Linked DNA regions of Mus musculus: all the other regions are linked to region 6. A link is a contact called in public Hi-C, HiChIP or PLAC-seq and promoter capture Hi-C data. All regions are on one chromosome and are shown on one strand. The core of a region is the stretch at or near the end of the contact, and the rest is flanking DNA. Distances in the headings are between cores, read along the strand shown.

Evidence for each region. Hi-C and Micro-C count contacts between places; a contact is called where the count stands out from the background. HiChIP or PLAC-seq counts read pairs in DNA pulled down with a chosen protein or histone mark. Capture Hi-C pulls out chosen DNA fragments and counts their contacts.
Region 1: a contact with region 6 is called in a promoter capture Hi-C map of adipose tissue. The contact joins two enhancer-like sites. A contact is called at or near these places in 4 of 484 Hi-C or Micro-C datasets (myocytes, nephron progenitors, uterus and 1 more), 4 of 115 datasets of contacts at active chromatin or transcription factors (embryonic midbrain, fibro-adipogenic progenitors, heart atrium and 1 more) and 3 of 9 other capture datasets (adipose tissue, macrophages and pancreatic islet).
Region 2: a contact with region 6 is called in a promoter capture Hi-C map of adipose tissue. The contact joins two enhancer-like sites. A contact is called at or near these places in 18 of 484 Hi-C or Micro-C datasets (the C2C12 cell line, the G1E-ER4 cell line, the HL-1 cell line and 9 more), 6 of 115 datasets of contacts at active chromatin or transcription factors (astrocytes, cardiomyocytes, embryonic forebrain and 3 more) and 3 of 9 other capture datasets (adipose tissue, liver and pancreatic islet).
Region 3: a contact with region 6 is called in an H3K4me3 HiChIP or PLAC-seq map of neural progenitor cells, with 4 times the contacts expected there. The contact joins two enhancer-like sites. A contact is called at or near these places in 2 of 39 promoter capture datasets (hippocampal neurons and liver), 1 of 484 Hi-C or Micro-C datasets (ventral hippocampal neurons), 6 of 115 datasets of contacts at active chromatin or transcription factors (embryonic forebrain, embryonic hindbrain, embryonic midbrain and 3 more) and 2 of 9 other capture datasets (adipose tissue and pancreatic islet).
Region 4: a contact with region 6 is called in a promoter capture Hi-C map of adipose tissue. The contact joins two enhancer-like sites. A contact is called at or near these places in 6 of 484 Hi-C or Micro-C datasets (muscle stem cells, uterus and ventral hippocampal neurons), 3 of 115 datasets of contacts at active chromatin or transcription factors (embryonic forebrain, heart atrium and stem cell-derived neural progenitor cells) and 1 of 9 other capture datasets (adipose tissue).
Region 5: a contact with region 6 is called in a Hi-C map of forebrain, with 2.9 times the contacts expected there. The contact joins two enhancer-like sites. A contact is called at or near these places in 1 of 15 datasets of contacts at CTCF or cohesin (the NIH/3T3 cell line), 4 of 484 Hi-C or Micro-C datasets (Sertoli cells, cerebral cortex, forebrain and 1 more), 3 of 115 datasets of contacts at active chromatin or transcription factors (embryonic hindbrain, forebrain and heart atrium) and 3 of 9 other capture datasets (adipose tissue, liver and pancreatic islet).

What each region holds. Positions count from the first base shown.
Region 1 is chr16:43,254,981-43,258,090 of GRCm38.p6, forward strand. All of the region lies in intron 3 of Zbtb20 (zinc finger and BTB domain containing 20), which reads left to right. Among named protein-coding and RNA genes, the nearest start is that of Gm9968, 110 kb to the right of the region's middle. Within about 2 kb of position 1,736, at least 23 of the 459 cell types and tissues checked have an H3K27ac peak or open chromatin away from gene starts, as enhancers often do. A contact at or near this core is called in adipose tissue and nephron progenitors, where this site is marked.
Region 2 is chr16:43,358,533-43,361,932 of GRCm38.p6, forward strand. The region is part of intron 4 of Zbtb20 (zinc finger and BTB domain containing 20); the gene reads left to right. All of the region lies in intron 1 of Gm9968 (predicted gene 9968), which reads right to left. Among named protein-coding and RNA genes, the nearest start is that of Gm9968, 3.4 kb to the right of the region's middle. Within about 2 kb of position 1,774, at least 14 of the 459 cell types and tissues checked have an H3K27ac peak or open chromatin away from gene starts, as enhancers often do. A contact at or near this core is called in adipose tissue, liver and muscle stem cells, where this site is marked.
Region 3 is chr16:43,285,127-43,288,086 of GRCm38.p6, forward strand. The region is part of intron 3 of Zbtb20 (zinc finger and BTB domain containing 20); the gene reads left to right. Among named protein-coding and RNA genes, the nearest start is that of Gm9968, 77 kb to the right of the region's middle. Within about 2 kb of position 1,490, at least 54 of the 459 cell types and tissues checked have an H3K27ac peak or open chromatin away from gene starts, as enhancers often do. A contact at or near this core is called in adipose tissue, embryonic forebrain, liver and 2 more, where this site is marked.
Region 4 is chr16:43,301,730-43,304,731 of GRCm38.p6, forward strand. Zbtb20 (zinc finger and BTB domain containing 20) reads left to right here. Exons shown (of 11, transcript NM_001285805.1): 4 at 840-886. Among named protein-coding and RNA genes, the nearest start is that of Gm9968, 60 kb to the right of the region's middle. Within about 2 kb of position 1,657, at least 77 of the 459 cell types and tissues checked have an H3K27ac peak or open chromatin away from gene starts, as enhancers often do. A contact at or near this core is called in adipose tissue, heart atrium, muscle stem cells and 1 more, where this site is marked.
Region 5 is chr16:43,334,017-43,337,271 of GRCm38.p6, forward strand. The region is part of intron 4 of Zbtb20 (zinc finger and BTB domain containing 20); the gene reads left to right. Among named protein-coding and RNA genes, the nearest start is that of Gm9968, 28 kb to the right of the region's middle. Within about 2 kb of position 1,510, at least 106 of the 459 cell types and tissues checked have an H3K27ac peak or open chromatin away from gene starts, as enhancers often do. A contact at or near this core is called in adipose tissue, cerebral cortex, forebrain and 2 more, where this site is marked.
Region 6 is chr16:43,505,141-43,508,060 of GRCm38.p6, forward strand. The region is part of intron 5 of Zbtb20 (zinc finger and BTB domain containing 20); the gene reads left to right. Among named protein-coding and RNA genes, the nearest start is that of Gm15713, 86 kb to the left of the region's middle. Within about 2 kb of position 1,396, at least 90 of the 459 cell types and tissues checked have an H3K27ac peak or open chromatin away from gene starts, as enhancers often do. A contact at or near this core is called in adipose tissue, cerebral cortex, embryonic forebrain and 8 more, where this site is marked.

The DNA.
Region 1 (3,110 bases), core at 486-2,985, 250 kb before region 6:
TAAAAAGTGTATATTAAATACTGGTCATCAACAAAATATAGGATTTCATCAGCATACACACGCAGATATCAAGAGATGCAAATATGAAGGATCCCTGCAAATATTTCTTCCTGTGTCTTCCTCCAAGAGGCCCTGTGATATGTGAACGTGTGAACGGGGATGTGTGATTGCATGTACATATGAAAGCCAGTGCATATCTAAGAAAACTAGCCTTTGTGTTTTAGCACTTTAAATGTTTGTTTTGAATAAATTTTTTCCACAAACTACTTAAAATTACATTTGAAAACTGAAAGGAACTACCAAATAATTGCCTACATTTACCACATTCAGAAAAATTTCACAAAAATGAATGTAGAAGACTACTTTGTTGTTCCCTTGAATAAGAGTCTTGCTCATGTTTAGTAGTAGTTTTAATACTGCAGAAACCTCCATGACTCGTGATAAGTTTGCTTGTTCCACTTCAGTTGCTTTTGTTCTTTTGATAGTTTATTCTTTCAAGCATGATGTTACATTACCATCTCAATGTCCTTGCCAATCTTTGGTTTAAAATTTAAGTGAATTTAGTACTCTTTGAAGAGTCGGATCCATATCCAAGCAAAGGACAAAAAAAATCTTTTTAAAAAATTTTTAAACCATAAACTAACAATCTTGCTTTTGTTACCTTTATGACATGTGTTTAAGAAGCTAAATTCTTAGTATCCTATCTAAGAAAAACTTTTGTGTCTATAATCCATTGGCACTATCTGCCATCATGGGTACTCATTTTAATTTACATTCTTTGTGAGTTTCTAGCACTGACTCTTTGAAAGCTTTATCCTTGACTAAGGAAAGGTGGCTCAGTGATTAGGGGAACTTTTTGCTCTGGCAGAGGAGGACCCCAGGGTTTGATTCCCAGCATTCACAGTGTGATCCACAGCCATCTGTAACACCCGTTCTGACCCTCTTCTGATCTCCTCAAGGAACTAAGTGGGCATGTGCTATACATACAAATGTGTACCAAAACACTCATATTCCTAAAATAATAAAATATAGACATGTAAAAGGAAGAACAAAGAGAGTATCCCCCACACTGTTGTGGCCATGGAACCTCGGGATTTGTGTGGCACTTCATCCACAGTGGTATATTCACAGATATTGTCCCCACAGTGTAACTTATGCACTAAAGAAGCTTTATACGGGAAAACTTCTTGTTGTTCTCTCAGCTCTACTTTCTCTATGATCAGACGCCCTCAGACCTTTCAGTCCAGACTTTTACCCAGAACTGACTTTCCTGGCTCTCACAGTCTTCAGTGCTTCGGAGTGTTTATTAAGCTTGGTCTTCTCTTGTAAATCATGTAAGTTTCATGGCCTTCCAGTTTTCTTAGTATATTCCTCTGGGGTTCACTGATTTCCACTGTGTGTAGCATTTCACAGCTGCTGTCATCAGCTGCTCTCCTCTGCTGAGATTGGTTTTTTCCTTTTTTAGACAGTCTCCCATTGCCAAGGCTGACCTCCAATTGTTATGTAGCTGAGGGTAACCTTATATTCCTGATAGTCCAGTTTCTTCTTCTCCACCACTGGGATTAGCCATGCGCCACTGCACCTGGAGCTGGTGGGCTTACTTTTTAATAATTCTTTGTTTGCTCAGTTTGGGTAAGTGTTAGTCCCAATAAATTTGCATAGTGGTTCATCTTTGAGTTTTAGTTCTTAAACTGCTGAGTAAAATGAGAAAGCAGCATCAACAGTGCCAGAAAGCTGAGTTCAGGACAAACTGAATGACCCCTTGCATCTCTGATGAATGAGTCAGAGATGAAGACATAGTAGTCAAAGAACATTTTAGCATCAAAGAAAAAGTAACCTTAACAAGCATCATAACCAAATAAAAGATAAATGATTATTAAAAATCTGATCCTAAAAGGTAACCACAAGAAAGAAACCACGGTTTAGATGTATAAATTTGTTAATCATTACATTTGATAGTCTTTCCAAGTTTTTCATATGTAAGGCAATACATTGAGCAATATGCATTCCTTGCCTAATTTTTCTTTACTACAAATTCCTCAGAGTACGTTTTCTGTTATTTCCACTATGCTGAACCAATGAAAACCAGGGCTTAGCAAGTTTAAGAGTATTGCCCAAGGCCATGAAAGAATTCAGCAAGAGGAATGCAGAGCCAGGATGGAAACCTAAGGTATGTTCTTAACTTTTGCAGCATGGTTCCTTCCAGTGTATGTAGTATCTTTTCTGGTTTATCTTACTTTAGAGAAAGCTCATGAAAGAGCTCAAAGTAATATGCTTCACCCTTCACTGCTATAAACACTTGAAAGTATACTGTTATAGAGACTAGTAAACATTTTGAGAAATGATTCTTTCCTCAAATTAGGAAGGTTTCATCTTCAAAGGCAGATAGTCATTTTTGGTTTATTGACATTGCAGAAGGGGGGATTATCTGAGGTTCTTCATGTAACATATTTTTAGAGAATAAGCAGCACTTTTGTATCTATAAATTACATGTTCATTTAACCAATATGACTCTAGGTGACTAAAGATGTTTCCATTGACATATTTCTTAATTACCAAAGGTTAAATCATAAACTAATATATTAAAATAAGAAACTCTGATACTTTTAGATAAATTTCATCTACTGAATGAATTTAAGACAAAGTGGCCACCTTTTGATATTTAATGTTCCTCAACGAAAAAGTATCACTTTATTTAAACCTGAAAGATTTAGCAGCCAATACATTAAATCTGATTTGGTCTCATACATCTGCAGTATACAGTGCTCTAAACTGTCAACTCAATGAATAGGAAGTACAGAGCCTGGAGCCAGCAGTGTGAGATAGAGGGAACACATAGAACATCTGCAGAAAATGTTTATTCACTTATTTAGTACAAGCAGATTTGCCATTTGTAACTAAGCCTTACTGTATCTTTACATTTGAAATAATAATCTCTTATGATATGTTCATTTTATAAATTCAAATTATTTGCTATATTGAGCATTAGAAAGCAAAGTAGTAATATTATCAAAGTGAATAAATAAAGAAATGGAAACTTAGGTTTGAATTATTATGTAAGCTTCAGCCTTTTTATTTTTATGGACAGTAAAATACCCCATGGTGTCAAA
Region 2 (3,400 bases), core at 524-3,023, 150 kb before region 6:
TGCTGTTCTTTCATGTTTAGAGTTATCTTTAATTCTTCTAAGGTATTCTCCCCTTATTCTAGTCACCTATTAGTGTTAATAGTTCTTTACTGCAATGTGTTTTTTCTCTTCCGATGGAACCTGCTTCATACACTCCGAAGTAACATTAAAATGATCTGTGATGCTTAGGGTTGGAGGAAGTCCATATGTCCTCACAGGTCAGACTAAGATTGGACCTGGATATTAGATGAACAAAATGTTTTGAGAATTTAGTTAGCTAGAAAGGCAGCAAACGGTGATGCTATAAACACTGTCTGACCATATGACTTTACTGATCTACACTTTAAAGGATTTTACTCTAGTTCTCAGTGAATTTGTTATTAAAAAATAAAAATCTGGATTAATTTGTTGACCTTGGAAAATGTGTCAAAATCCAATATTATATAATGTGAATTTATAAATTATTAATGATAGCTATTATTTATTGAGAATTCAGTAATCTTCAGCAGTTAAATTTATTGGATCCATATAGCAATACAGATGTATACTTTGACTCTCTCTTGAAATAGAAAAAGAGATTGGCCTCACAGGTGATATATCTAGCAAATTTCAAACAAACAAACAAAAAATTTAACCTAGAACTTTCTGTGAGCCACAGCTTGTCAAAACCACTCCGCTTCCAAAAGCCAATCATAAGTTACCTTGGAAAACAAATAGGGTATTTTCAGTCTCTCAGTCAGAGATTTGGAGAAGAGCTACCACAAGAATCTGCAACATGTTTAGCAGCACACCCTGAGATACTGCCTGTACCATCAACCTGTTACTTAACCAGATATGGATAAACTAAGTGAACTCTGGAGATGAAATTCCCAGAACCTAAGTGTTAACAGAGTATCTAAAATGTAGCAGCCTTTATTCTGAGCTGAGTTGAAGGCAGATGAAATATTAACAGCAAGTTCTAGCAGCAGAAAATGAAATATGAGATCCTGTATCAGAAATTATTAGTAACCTGTTAAAAGAAATGCTGAAAAATGGCAGTTACCAAATTAAAACTGGGAAACAGAGCCCAAATGGGAAATTTCAAAAAGTTTGGAGGAAAATAAATGACAGATTGTCCTCTTGGCTCTTATTACTATGCCATCCTAAATCCTACTTGGCAATGGATGGTGGAGGTGAAATAAGAGCGGCATCCCTGCCAGCGTTGGTCCTCAGATTTGTAGTCCTAAGTGTCTGTGATGGTGTCTGGGGCTGACTGGAAACGTAGTTGGGAGTTGATAGCATTTGAGCTTTATCTAAATTGAAGAGCCTGGAGACTCTTATTATGAAAGGCTTCCTCTCATTTGTGAATTGGCCCCTTTGCTCCACTTTGGATGGCTGGCTTCCTCCATGCAGAGCTATACTAAATGTTCTACATGGGAAAGCTATTCTCCTTAAATGCCTTCAAATTTAAAGCATCTATCTGAATATGTTCATGTTTATGACTCAAAATATCTAACATCAAAAAGAAAGAGGGGGTACAAATAGAAAATGCCCAGCAGTAAATGAAGGAGATATTTTTCCTTCAGTAACTGAAAAAGAAAAATTATTTTATGCAGAGTTGTTGAGCATTTGATGCCAGAGGGGAGAAAAAGGGAAATGAGCTATAGAACCATAGAATCTTACTGTTGGCAGAAACAGCAGAGTTCATGCAGTCCTACCCTATCATTTTTCAATGAAGAAACTGAGACATGGGGAGTTAAGGGACTTGACTTGCCCAAGATACAGAGTTGTTTACTGACAGCCATGCCAAAAATATTTCCCAACTCCCCACACAGAACTCTGTATTTCAGCATGCTGCTACCACTCTCTGCTGAAAATTAACACCAATACAGCCCAAACACAGAGGAGTTCAGTGTCTGTGGAGACCAGGAGACGGATGATTTCAAGGTAGAAATCAGGATGGGAAAAGAACAGAGAAAGGATGACTGTCCGTTGTGACTCCTCACACAAGCTTTTCAAGCCATTTGCTGTGGGCTTACTGTCCCCTACCTCTCCACCAAATAGAATGAAGAAGAAAATAAACTTTTTGTAATATCTAAAGTTTGCATGTGTTCAAATCTGATTTGCCCAGGGAATTGTGCGTACATGCTGTGTCCGGATGTAGAGTGGTTTGTAGGTGGCACGCTTACTGTACCCTGCTATTTTCTTCAGCCTGATACAGTTTCTCTAACTCAGAAATGCTTCCCTGAAATCTCAAGTTAGTTTCAGGACAAGGATGGTTCCTATCCATGGCACACATCTAAGAATGACAAATAACTTTAAGATGTAAGAATTATCTTCTCTTAATCTTCATACAGAATTGAAATATTGTAGAACTTTAGCTCAGTTTCAAGATTTGGATGAAATAATTTCTGTTTTGTAACCATATGAGTAAGTGATAGTAAACCAGTCCAGATAACACAGTGAAAAGGACTCCATGGGCTCCCCTTGCAGGCCAGTCCAACAACCTTCTTCACAATAGAGCGACCAGAGATGAGAGCCTCGGCCACATGATGAAAAGTGCAGATGGAGGGCTTTGCATGAAAACCGATTATGTGCGAGAGGGCTCAGGAGAGGATCGGGGTGGAATTGGAAAGGAGCGGCCACTGAAACAGGAGAAGAAGATATGCTTGACCAGGTCTAGTAAAATATTCCCTGCCACAACCACTGTTCCATGAAGAGACTGAGCCAAGAGGCCTAAATAAACTAACCTGGGGGTCAGTGTTACCATTAATGTGGGAGGCATCATGGAGAGCACATCCGGACTTGTGTTACACAGTAATCACTGCTGGGTGTCAGCATTCATCAGCCAGATGGTCAGACCCACAATTAATCAATTAGGCTGGGACAATCAACTGGACTAAGTTTTCCCCTTTGGTAAAACAGCCTCATCATGTGGTCAAGGCCAATAGCACTTTTATCCTGTTGCTTTTGGAGTAGCTTCTAAAAATTCCCTCATTTTTTTTTTTCTTTTGGCCTCTGGTTACTAGACACTGTCAGGCTCCCAGTTCCTTTGATAACATGGATTCCCCAATCAAGGTTTTCACATAATAGATCATCAGCATCCCCCGTATTCACATTGTAACACTGAAAATCCCACATGAAAACAAGCTCTTCAAAGCAGCATGGTAAGCCCTACATCCAACTGATCTCCTGTAGTATTTCTTCTGGTTCTACTCAATCTGGTGGGACACCAATGGCAGAGCTTCTCTGACTGGGCACATAAGGGTGATAAGTGATGCTAGTGATAATAGTAGTTTCTGGTGTATTCGGCGTCAGACAGACATACCATGACAAAAATAGATAAACATCAACTCAGCCTTTATAACGCCAATTAGGATGATACGGTCACCCCCCTTTCAAAGAGAAGGAAACAGACTAGGAAATTCATTGAACATGTGAT
Region 3 (2,960 bases), core at 240-2,739, 220 kb before region 6:
AGCCTTCAGATAAAGATGTAGAACTCTCTGCTCCTCCTGCACCATATCTGCCTGGATGCTGCCATGCTAAGTTGATGATAATGGATTGAACCTCTGAACCTATAAGCCAGACCCCATTATATGTTGTCCTTATAAGAGTTGTCTTGGTCATGGTGTCTGTTCACATCAGTAAAACCCTAACTAAGACAATATTTAACTGAGGATTATATATTGATACAATAATTTTCTTTTTATATACTTTTAGATTTTGGTTTTTTTTTCATTTGTTTTCTTTCTGGCACTAAGTAGTATCCAAATATTTTTAGTATTTGCACACCGTGCCAGTAAATGGTTATATTATCATTTATTTAATCAACACTCTATTGTCAGATAAAGTTTTCCATTCTTCACAATCCTAAGAAACATGATAAACAAACTTGCTTCCAAATTTGTATGTAGATTTTTGATTACTTCCTTTAGACCATAGATGTACACTTTCTGGGATAACAACATTCATATCCTCTAAGTTTTTGACACATGTTGCTAAGATAACTTGCCAGAACACTGAGCCAATTTCATTCTTTCTGTGGTAATTTCTTAAGAATTCCTTCTCGAGGGGATATTAAAACCCTGCAGTTTCTCCTCTCTGAGCACTGTCTCTTCTGTGGTCATAGCAAACCTACTTCCTCAAGTGTCAGGTTTATACCCAGAGCAACCAGATCATTCCTACAGTCATGGATGCTGCAATTAAGACAATGTAAGTAAAATAAACTGACAACAAGATTACTGTGGGTTTCTTTCAACTGCCAGGGCTGGACAAGCGTTGTCCACCCTGGATAAGAAACTAGAAAAATAAAGAAAAGCACTTTCACCTCCTATAGTCAAGCCACATGCAGAGTGGGAGGCACTGAGCCACAGGTTTATGTGATAAGAGTCCTGCCCTCTGAGAACCCACAACCCTATGTACAGTGATTCACAAGGCATAAGATGAATTTGGACTTCCAGGATGAAGCCATATGGTAAAGGTACTTAAACTGTATTGTGCAGACTGCAGGACACCTGTGATCTGTGTATTCAGGTGGTTGGTAAGAATGTCTTGATATTCATGGGATCTGGGAAACGAAGAACTGTGAATATGCTTATACGCAAAGGATTGGACAGGAGCAAATGGAGACAAGTTATAAACTAGAAATAGCCACTGTTGCTTAAAGAGAAAAACCCTACTTGTTTCCATGTCTCCCACTGTGTCTGGTCCAGGGACATATGTGTAACTCCTAGGATGGAAGGTTCTTCATTTGGTAGCTTAGTGTTGCTGAGGTTTTCAAGTAGCACAGGGAAAGAACACAAAGCGGGTATACAGAGCATTTTCTTGTGAGGACAATGGGAGAGTATTTGGAATTGGGCCTCTTGTGAAAAAATCAGAAAGGTTGCTAAGGACCTAGGACCTCCTGCAGTGTTAGAGCAGTGCAGTGCAGCTTGTCACTCTGCCAAGGGGTACAATGGGGAATGGGAGCTGCCTGACTGAGAGTTAAAGAAGTGAGAGGGCTCATTCTAGTGCCTGGGCCAGAAAAGCTGTCTTGAACATACTTAGCCAGCTAAAAGGGCCAGAGTTCGTAGGACTCCTGTAGCCATGACTCAAAACTTCCAGTAGTCCTTCTGAAAATGCATAATAAATGACACATAGTGAACATGTAAACAAGCTATTTAATAACATTTTAATGCTTGATTCTGATCTCTTAATTAAAATGTGCATAAAAGAAAACAGTGGTGGAACATCTGTGTGTGTTATTGGGATAGCAGGATTTATATTGCACCCTGGGCTTTTTGGTTCATTTCTCAGTGTATGTGATTGGAGGGGGAGGGGGAGTTGCTATGAGGCAGTTAGCCATTGAGTCCCAGAGAGTCTGTTTGCAGCCACCCTCTCTGTGCAGTGTCTGTGTCTTCTGTTTCCTCACATGAAGGGCTCTGGAGCTTGTTCTCTGCCTAAGGTAAACTGTTTTCATCACTAGACCTGAAAACTACCCTTCACCCACCCCTCTAACCTGAAACCCTGACCTAACCCTGACTCAGCCTCATTATCTCAGGAGATATACACAGCATTACCTAATGTTTGGAGCCTCTGTGGGTAATCTCAGAGAGTTCCGGGAAAAGCATAGTCCTTTGTAACTGTGACCTTGTGGTAATTATTACTCTCCTGGCCACTGTGGAAATGTCAGAATGTCAGAAGACAGAGATCCTACCCATTCCTGATTGTGGTTTTTTTCCATAACCATCATTGTCATCCTCACCATCCTTCTTGTTATTGATGTTAAGAATATATCAGAACGTCATTTTGCCCCATTGTTAAATGAAAGTACCAGCAATCACAAAGCCAAAAGAGTTTAAAATAACTCAGATCTTCTACTTAAAACTTGACACTATGAAATACTTTTGTTTCTATCTTTATTTAGATTGTATCTAATAAGCAAGAAGTTAATCTTTCATTAAACCACCACAAAATGTTACTTCACATCTATTATTCCCAAGAGAGTTCTATGTCATTTGTTCCATAAAAAGTTTTATCCAAATGTCCTTCTTAAATGCATAATAGTTAATAGTGCCCCACTTCATAAGGGCGACATTATGCCAGGATAGACTTTAACCTAACAGTCTTACAAATGGGCAACTGTTCATTCCACAGCTAGTTAACCAGATTCAGAGAGGTTTTTATAAATATTGCTAGTCCTTAGATTCAAATTCACATCTAGCTTTCATTTTCAAAGCATAATCTACCTATGATTTTAAGCCCTTCTGTTAAAATAACCGTTATTCTTCTGTTGCAATTGTAGTCTTGGAGGCTAACTGCCTCAGTCTGCTCACCTAGGCCTAGTTCTGGAAGCTTCTAGCCTCTATAAATCTAATCTAGCCCTAGAATGTTTTCAGTCTCTGAGACTTACTGCAGAATACACGTATCCCTTTTTATTTCTTTCTGATTTCCCACT
Region 4 (3,002 bases), core at 407-2,906, 200 kb before region 6:
CAATCTATTATTTTGTGACATAGCATAAAAGTTTTAAAGGTTTCAGTTCACATTTGTGCTTCTCTTACCTAGCTTGGAATATAAAACCATACATTAATTTGTAGTCAAAAAGGATAGTATAAGTCGGGCGGTAGTGGCGGATGCCTTTACTACCCGTACTTAGGAGGCAGAGGCAGGCAGATTTCTGAGTTCCAGGCCAGCCTGGTCTACAGAGTGAGTTCCAGGACAGCCAGGGCTACCCAGAGAAACCCTGTCTCGAACAAAAAACAACAACAACAACAACAAAACAAACAGAGAAGGACAGTCCAGCCAGTACTCTGATGAAGTGTCATGAAAGCTGGCGTACACTGTCCATTGCTTGCTTTGCCATCACTGTCACAAGACTGAACATCCCGAACATGGTTAGCAAACAGCCCAAAGCAAGGAGAGACCAGTTTGCTTATATTTATAAAATGTTTAATGAAAAGTACAGTAAAATTCAAACAGAACTACAAATCCTTGTAGTGACCAAAAGTTTGATTATTTTTTAAGCAGATCACAATAATTAACTATGAAACTGAACTTTCTCTACACAGAGTGTATTGTATAAAGGGTTAGCAGATCATTTATTACTGGCTGCATCTGGTTAGTGATCATCAAGTTAAATATTCAGGCACTCACCAAGTCACCAGTCAGTAGGGTCTAATTGTGATTTCATTCCCAAAGGAACCGTCTTTTACTTTCTACGATCAAGCCAGGGTCCCAGGGGAGGGACAAGTGTATTCTTTTCTGTGATTAGCATATTGTCATATATTAGGTGAAACACATACCAAGACTTATGGTATCCTTTTCCATTTCAGACTCTTTTATCATCAGCAATTGAATATTTCACACAACTTGCTGGCTGGTAAGTAAGATTTCATTGTCTCTCAATTGCAGGCCAGAATTTTGAAGTCCAAAGAAATAAAGTGTATTCATATCAAGTTTAGCAACTCCAGACAAACAAGAAGTAAATCTAGGGGCTGTAGTGAATTTACCACCACAAGATTAAATTTGAACAGAATGTATTTTGATACTGATAAGATATAAAAGAATAAGAATCAATATCACAATATTGGTAAACATTTTGAATGACTTTAGTAGACATGGGGGGAAAAACTAAAGGACTTGTTTGGAGGTCTTTCTGGAAATAAATTTTTCTATAGAGACAGAAACAGAATAAGGTGAAGATAGCGCCTGATGCTCCCTGTGGAGAATGCAGTCATTTTGACATTAGGAAAACACACAGGAAGTCTTTCAAACATACTTTTTGTCTCTTTGAATTTCTGGTTTATATTATATAATCTTTTGTAAATCTGAAATGTATTTGCCTCTTTTGAATCTTAAAAACAGACATAGCCACACTTGCATATATCCCCAAGAAGAAAAGGGAGCGGCCTGTGGAGCTACAGATAAACATGTCTGTTACTGGAAATTAATAGTGCCAAGATAATGCAAACACAGGTTTAGAGTTTGGCTGCTTGTCTTCTGGTGAGACTATGTGAAGTTTCTAGAAGGGTAGTGTAGCATTGTGTCCTTGAACAGTCTTGGTAGTAGGTGCCTGGAGGAGAGCAAGGCAGGATGGGAAGGTAGGAGACAGCCAGAAAGAGCTGAGTTTGCTAGAGGCTGGCAGGCTGTAAACTGTAATGACAAATGTGCTCCAGAGGGAGGGGGAGGGAAGGAACACCTCGCTTGGCTTCTGGCTCTCTTCTGCCTGGCACTCTAGTCCTGTTTAGTCATAAACAGCAGAGTCATCCAAACCTTTAAAGTTACACTCTTGACTGCACTTCATATGAATGTGCAGTAAATGAAGAAAATCATCTCTTAGGGTGAGACAGAGCTTTCTGTGGGGAATTTCCATGCTCCCTGCACATGATCCATAGTTGTCACCGTTACTGTTTCTAATTCTGTCACCACTCTATCTCTGTCCCTGAGCGTGTCCTGCTTGCCACCGAAGGCCATGGCTTTAGGACTGTTATTCTTTCTCCCGTCCCCAGCCCCGACTCCCTGCTTTACTTGTTTTGCTACCCAAGGTAAACCTGCTCTGAGTGGGAGCCCAGAGGCACAATGAACAGGCCTACTTGGTAACTTTAACTTGTTCTCTCTTAGCATTACTCACAAAATGATATCAGCACAGAAAAGCCACAATTCCACACTATGGCTGACTTGCAAAAGAAGCAGATTCCTCCCCAGTGTTTTCTGTTTCTGTGATCAGATGAAGTATAAGTTGATGGGCTTGGCCTTTGGGTGTATCCGCTTTCAGGCACGAAGATACAGGGCGGAGGGAAGGAGTGGGCAGTGCTGTGTGCTTGCATTTCTCTGTTTTAGTACATGGAAACCTTCTAGAGGAGGGAGCACATCTTGTCTAGTAATGAACAATTATTTATTTCATTTAAAAATGATACTTGTTCATTAAAAATAATTTGGAAAAATACATAGGAGTAAAATGAAGAAAAATTAAAATAATTATATCTATAATTTAAATCTAACCATTAATACCTATTTGATACATTTTCTAACTCTCATTTTCTTCTGAGGACATAGTTTTCGAATATGCTGTGCTTGGAATTCCTCTGTAATTTTTTTGTTCCTTTTTTAAAAATTTAACTTAAGAATTTTTCATTTAGTTACAAAGTCTTTATAGACATTCTAAATAAATAAATTCTATTCCTATAATCAAAATGCCCACAAAAGCATTATATTTTACTTTTTCCATTTCTATAGTCCCTTGCATATGAACAATGTGTGAATCAGTCTGTAAATAATGGATAAATGATTGAAAGTTCAAATGAAGTATATATTTTAAGATGATTTTTCAAAATTTTCAAATCCATGAATGTAGGCAGATTACGGTAATGAACTCCTGTGCATTCATCATCTGGCTCATTCACTGCTTAACCTGTGGCCTGTCAGTTTCCCACTGTATTGCCTTGTTATTTTGAAAAACTCAGATATCATGACAGTTAATTAATTAGCCAATATTT
Region 5 (3,255 bases), core at 260-2,759, 170 kb before region 6:
TAGAAAGACCCCCTTCCCTCCATCGTCTCTCATCCTATATATTATATATGTCCTTGTTTTCTCTAAAATTGTCTCTATCCTATGCAGTTAGATAGAGGAAACCACTGAAGTCACTCTTCTCCCTGTTCTCTTCAGGATGCAAGGTTTGATTTTAAGTTGTATAGCTGTGTTGTTGTGCTGATTCGAACCTATTTTTTTTTTGAAAGGGCTATTATCCAAAGGGTGGTTGTAAAGCAATATTATGGAAGGTCACTTGGCATTTTTTTTTCTTGAGTCTGTTTTTCTAAAACCAGGCAATTACTCTATCATTTAATAAACCTTGCCTCAGAGTTCACTTGAAAGAAAGCTCATAAGATTTAAAGGGGAAAAAAAATCCCTAAAAATAAAAGTTAGGCTAGGCTAGGCCAGGGTGGGAAATTCCATTGTGGCTAGAAGCCCATGGCAGGTAGAGTGGAATTTAATGAAGGAAACTGCTGTGTTTTTGTGTCTTTCTGTATGTTTTTCCTTTAAAACCAAGAGCTGGGCAGGCATCCCATTCGACCTGACGTGACCCAAGCAAATTGCTTCTTATATAAAAACAACTGCAGACTTTGAGAATGTGAAAATGCACTGTATCCTTCTCCAACTGAGAGAAACGAAAGCCTGAGAAACAGGACGGCCCTGTCAATACTCATGGAGCAGAGCTATCACTCAAGCCTGATAAAGGAGATTAGAACAGGCTCCGGTGCCAGAGGGATACACACAAGTCGGGTTCTTTCGTTCTTTCTTTCTTTTCTGTTTTTTATTTTCTTAAATAAGAAAGGGCAGTGGATGGAAAACATTTTTTAGAGACAAGTTTTCTGTATAAGAAGGTAGTAATGTGCACAGTATCTTAAAGCTTTTGTGTGGAACTGGGTTTTAAATTTTGTTTTAAACTAGTATTTTACAAGAAGACAAAGAGAAGTGTTTCCCTTTTCCACCAGTCTTAGGCAAGCACCGAAGAGGAGTTCCGGGTGTGCCCACTGATACTGCATTCAGACGTGTTGCCTTGGCTTGTGTACTGACAGATTTATTTAAAAACCAAAGTTTAAAAAATGCATTGTGTGCTCGTGAAGTCTCTTCATAAATCTTTTCCTTTATGAATTATTTTGATCACAAAGCTGCTTGTTTAAATCGCTGAAGGACTATTCTCCATAAAAGAGAATGCCTTCATTTTCAAACCTTCAGTTCAGAAGCCAGCAACTTCCCCTGAACAGCATGCAGGGATCCAGAGGCTAGAGGAGAGGGGGCCGCAGATGTCCAGACTCTGACATAAGTCATAATTCAATTCAGAGTTGCTGCGGCTCACATGTTTTTAAAATTTGGACCTAGAGTCCATCCTTTAGTAATGGATGATTCAGTTTGAAATGGTGATTCTGTTTCTGGAAAAAAACAAACAAACAGGGAACACAGCCTTTGATGCAGCTGGGCTGTCAGAGGGCGGAAGGTTGGAATTAAAGTACTCTTCAAGCTGTTGCTGAATAATGAAGGGTAGGGCTTCCTCGTTGGGCAGTTACCACATTTCCCTTGGGAGTTCAGAGAACAAATATTACCTAATGTGTACAAAGACTTTAAAAATTAAGTTGATTACAAGCTGGCTTAAGATTGGATAAAGCAGTAAGAACTAAGGTCCACCAGAAGGATCAGAGAGTAAAGATCACTACCAGTAGTCACAGGCTGCAACGGACTCTCGGGACTTCTCACGGCTAAAGGGTTAAGGATCAACAGGAAGTAGTCAGTTTCTTAAAATGGCTAGCCTTTGTAAAACCATAACAAAGGAAGAACCTTCTACATAGAACATGTACGTACACCGATGAGCTGGACAGTAGTTAGCTATGAGTTTGGGGAAATTCTTGCCTAACTAAAACATAGAGTGCATGAAAGACCTCATCTCATAGTGCATTTGGTCACCATCCATCACCTGCAATATTGTTGAGAAATAAAGGCAAATAATTAACAATCCGTCTGTTACAGTGATTTGCTGGCGTGATAGGCCTGGTATAATAGTAGGTGGTTTACAGGCCAAAACTAGAAGAGATTAAACTGAAACAGAGTTCTAAAGGGCAGGAGAGATGGCCAAAATTGGACAAGGAGTTTCAGGTTCACTGATTTGAGAAATATTTTTGCTCACTCATTGCTGCAGTCTTTGATCTCCATTTTGCTGCCTCTTAATAAAATGACCAAGAATATGAGAAGAATCAACAGCAAGATCAATATGAGACCAGGGGGGGATATTAACTGGAGATATTAGAATTAGAATTGGTGGTATATGCCTAGACATCTTTCATCTCAGAACAGGTAGATTCAGGAAATGCTTGTAACTTGACTCTGAAGCCTGGAAACTTTCCCTAGTGCCTTGTATTTTTGTTTCTGTGAAATGGGATTCCGACCAAATAGTTCATTTAGTTTATTAATTGTTTATTAACAAACACTTGCTTAGAATGAGGCTGAAAGATCAACGAGGATGGAGAGACTCATTTTTGTACTGTGTGGCCAGCCTGTGTCACATGCCACCAATCTCCCAAGCAAATAAGTTCTTTAAGGTAGTTTTCTTTACTCGTAAGCCTAATTTCATTTGGACATAGTAATTGACTATATTTAGAAAGTAGGACACATGCCATTGTAACTCAGGTGCCATCCCCGGGCAGATGGTCTTAGATGCTCTAACAAAAATGGCTGCTCAAGCCATGAGTAGCACTCTTCCATGGGCCATGCTTCAGTTCTTGCATCCATATTCCTGTCCTGACTTCCTTCCATAGTGGACTAGTATGTGGAAGTCTCCCAAGTTGCTTATGGTCATGCTGTCTTCTTTTTTTTTTTTCCCACCCCCCCCCCATGCTGTCTTCTTACAACAAAGAAACATAAGACAACTGGAAAGATGAAAATGTGGTAAATTGATACACAAAATAGGATACCAATAAGCAAAGAAACCCAAAATAGAGTATATACACAACATTCTTGATGGATATCATAATCGTGTACAAAAGAAACCAGAACGTAAGAGAAAAAACTATCATGTTTACAAAGGTGTCTTGGTCTGGATTTTTTTGCTGTGAAGAAAAACCATGACCAAGGCAACTCTTAAAGAAAAACTTTTCTTTGGGGCTGATTAAAGTTTCAAAGGTTTAGTTCGTTACTATCATGGTAGGACTCATGGCAACATCAAGGTAGCCATGGTGCTTTAGAACCTAAGAATTCTACTTCTTGATCTGAAGACAGCAGAAGAAGAATGTGTTC
Region 6 (2,920 bases), core at 146-2,645:
ATGCGTATGTATTTCCACTATGAATTTGTGTTTGTAGTAAACATTCTAGAATGCTTATCACTTTCAAATTAATCCTCTAACAAAAGAAAAGAGAAATCAGGACGGGAACTGTATGAGCAAAGTATAGTAAACAGTTTATCTTTTAATACATGCTGTACATTTTATATTTTTATACTAATATCCTTAACTTATAATCCCAGGGAAATGCTTTCTTTCTGAAAGTTCTGCTCTTAATGTGTTTATATTTTGAGTGTCGTTTGGTAATCATTTGAGGTACATAATGGACACTAAACTGAGCAGAGGGGAAATAGCTACAAGCGCCACCACAAAACCCTGAAAATGCAGACTAGGCTGAGCACCTAAGTGTGGCTCAGAGGGAAACAACTACAACAGTTGTCCACGAGTCAGAAACTCTCTCCTCCTCTTCCTCCCATTTATGGAAAAATAAAACTCATTCATTATCCCTGGGGCCGGACACTATAAGAAAAACTAGAGGTACATATATTTTCCCATGTGTATGAACTGTACGTCTATCTGTGTTTCTAAAGGGCACAGTGCTTATGGGGCAGAGGGCAACGCCTCACTAGTCAGCCCTCCTGGCTGGGAGGGCTGAATGCCTTGTGTTTGAAGTAACTTGATAACAAGGGGTCTTTTCGGGAACCCGTCTATGTGTGTGCTCCTTCAGTAATGACCCTCAAATTAAGCCTGGCACTGGGTGGCCAAGCTAGTACTTGACCTCATGGGAAGATACTAGAAGTAAGGGAAGTCTGGGCAAATCCAAAATTTCTAGGGCCGGTCACTTGTCACAGTTGCATGTTTTCTTGCGGGAAATTCTTGAATTCCACTCAAAAGTCTATATTTTTGTAGAATTTGTAAACGATCCTAAAATGAAAGTCACTCACCAAAAATAAAAGAAACTAAGTCTTTAAAAAGTTTTAGCTTAAAGGCAAGAGGCTTGGGGATTTTTTTCTGCCCTTGCTCCCCACCCCAGCCCCCACACATACTTTGCTTGGTTTCTTTTTCTTTTCTTCTCTTTTTTTCCCCTCTCCTGAATCCTTTTGTTACTGCAGCTGTTGTACCTGCATATTTGGTTTGTGTGTGTGAGTGTCCTCTCCTCACCCTTCATCTCTCTCCCTGTCTGCTGTTTGGGGTGGCCAGAGGATTTTCTGAGAGGGACAGAGGGAGGACTGGAAGAGGAAGAGGCTGTTGCTGAATGCAGCAGTACCCCCCCCCCCAAGTCAGGCAGCCCCGTCAGCTAGCTGTGCTGGGAGAGTACAGTGAGAGGTGATAGCTGTCATTCTGGGATTCTTCGTAGGTCTGACCTGAGAGTAACACACTCAACAGTCGAGGAGAAAGGGGAACATAGAGGAGGAAGAAAGAAACGCTCTTTGAGCTGGAATACACTGGCCCTTTCTTCCTGGAGGCAATCCGCTCTGGTTCTTGGCGACGTGTCCTGCACTATCAGATATCATATGACTTTTTATTTAGATTTCTTTTTGGAGAATGGCCTGTTAGGACTCTGTTTGTTTTCTTTTATTTAATTTCCTTCTCCCTTCACCCGCTAGTTTTGTGTATCTGTGTGTCAGAGTGTGTGCACGCATGCATATGTGTGTGCAGTTTTTATCTTTGTTTTTGTTCTGTTGATCGGATGCTTTATTTAAGGACAAAGCTTTAATTATTTCAGTATAGTGGTTTAATCATTTGCCAAAAAGAAACCTCATTCCAGGCTTTTGGGGGCTTGGGGTCCATTTTTAAACACATCCATTAACCCAGGAGGCTGCAGCTCCTGATGCCTGCTGGTCAGACCTTGGCCCACTCCCCCACCCTCACTTACCCCTCCTCCTCAGCAGCGTGCACAGCAGCGTGAGGTAGGAAACACCTGTGCGGAGTTGTGAGGGAAATAAAAGTAGAGGCAACTTCTTCAAATCTGGGCTCCTGCTTTCACTTTAATAAACTTTTTTTTCCGATCTTTGATTTTTTTTTTCTTTTCTTTTTGGCACCCTCTGTTGAGCTTGAAAACATCAGAGATAGTTAAGGATATGTCCGTGGCGCTTTTGTGAGGCCAGCTGAGCACCACTGGAAAGTGGAGCAGGAGTTGCAATCTATTCAGAGACTTAAGATTAAGTAAGAGATTTAAATAAGGTCTTTGAGATCTGTGCGCTGCTCGGTCAGGGTTTGGTGATAGGTGGTAGATGGGGTATTTAGGGTATTCAAGGCAGGGAGAGAGAAAATCCCAAACTGGAGAAAGACGAGCAGTTTTGCTGCAATTAGTACTTTTAAAACCTTAACTCAATCGAATTTTTATTTTATGTATCTCAAAATTTAGCTGACCAATATGTGATCAGCTATCTTTCCATGCTTGCTGTGCAATTATACTGACAATTCTTGCTGAATTTACCCTATAATTTCATGTATTTTTTTAGTTTTGGAGAGTTCAGATTTTAGTTAGAAAAAAAAAAAGCATAACTTCTCTCGATATGCCTAAAGTGGTCTATACATTATTCTTGCCATACTGAACATACTAGATTCTGATTGTATGTGTATGTTTTTGTGTTACAACACACAAGACTGCCTTAAAGACTCAGGTGACCGCTACATCCTTCAGACCTGTAGATTTTAGCTTCTTGTTACTTGTTCTGAAATTATTTTTCATGGACCTTTAATGTGCAATGTCTTTTTTTTTTATAACCAATTGTGAGTTTTGTTGAAACTTGAAGAGAAATTTATTCCACCCCTTTAAGAGTACCCAAAAGGGAAGGGAGAACTATTCTCTTTCAGCTCAAAAAAAAAATTTTTTTTAGAAACCTTTTTCCCCCAACGGAAAACTCCAAAACAGCTCTGTCTCAGAACGTTAAACTTGGCATGGGTAAGAAATGTGAGTTTTGCTTTGTTTGAGGAAATTTGTTTTCGAGACAACAAT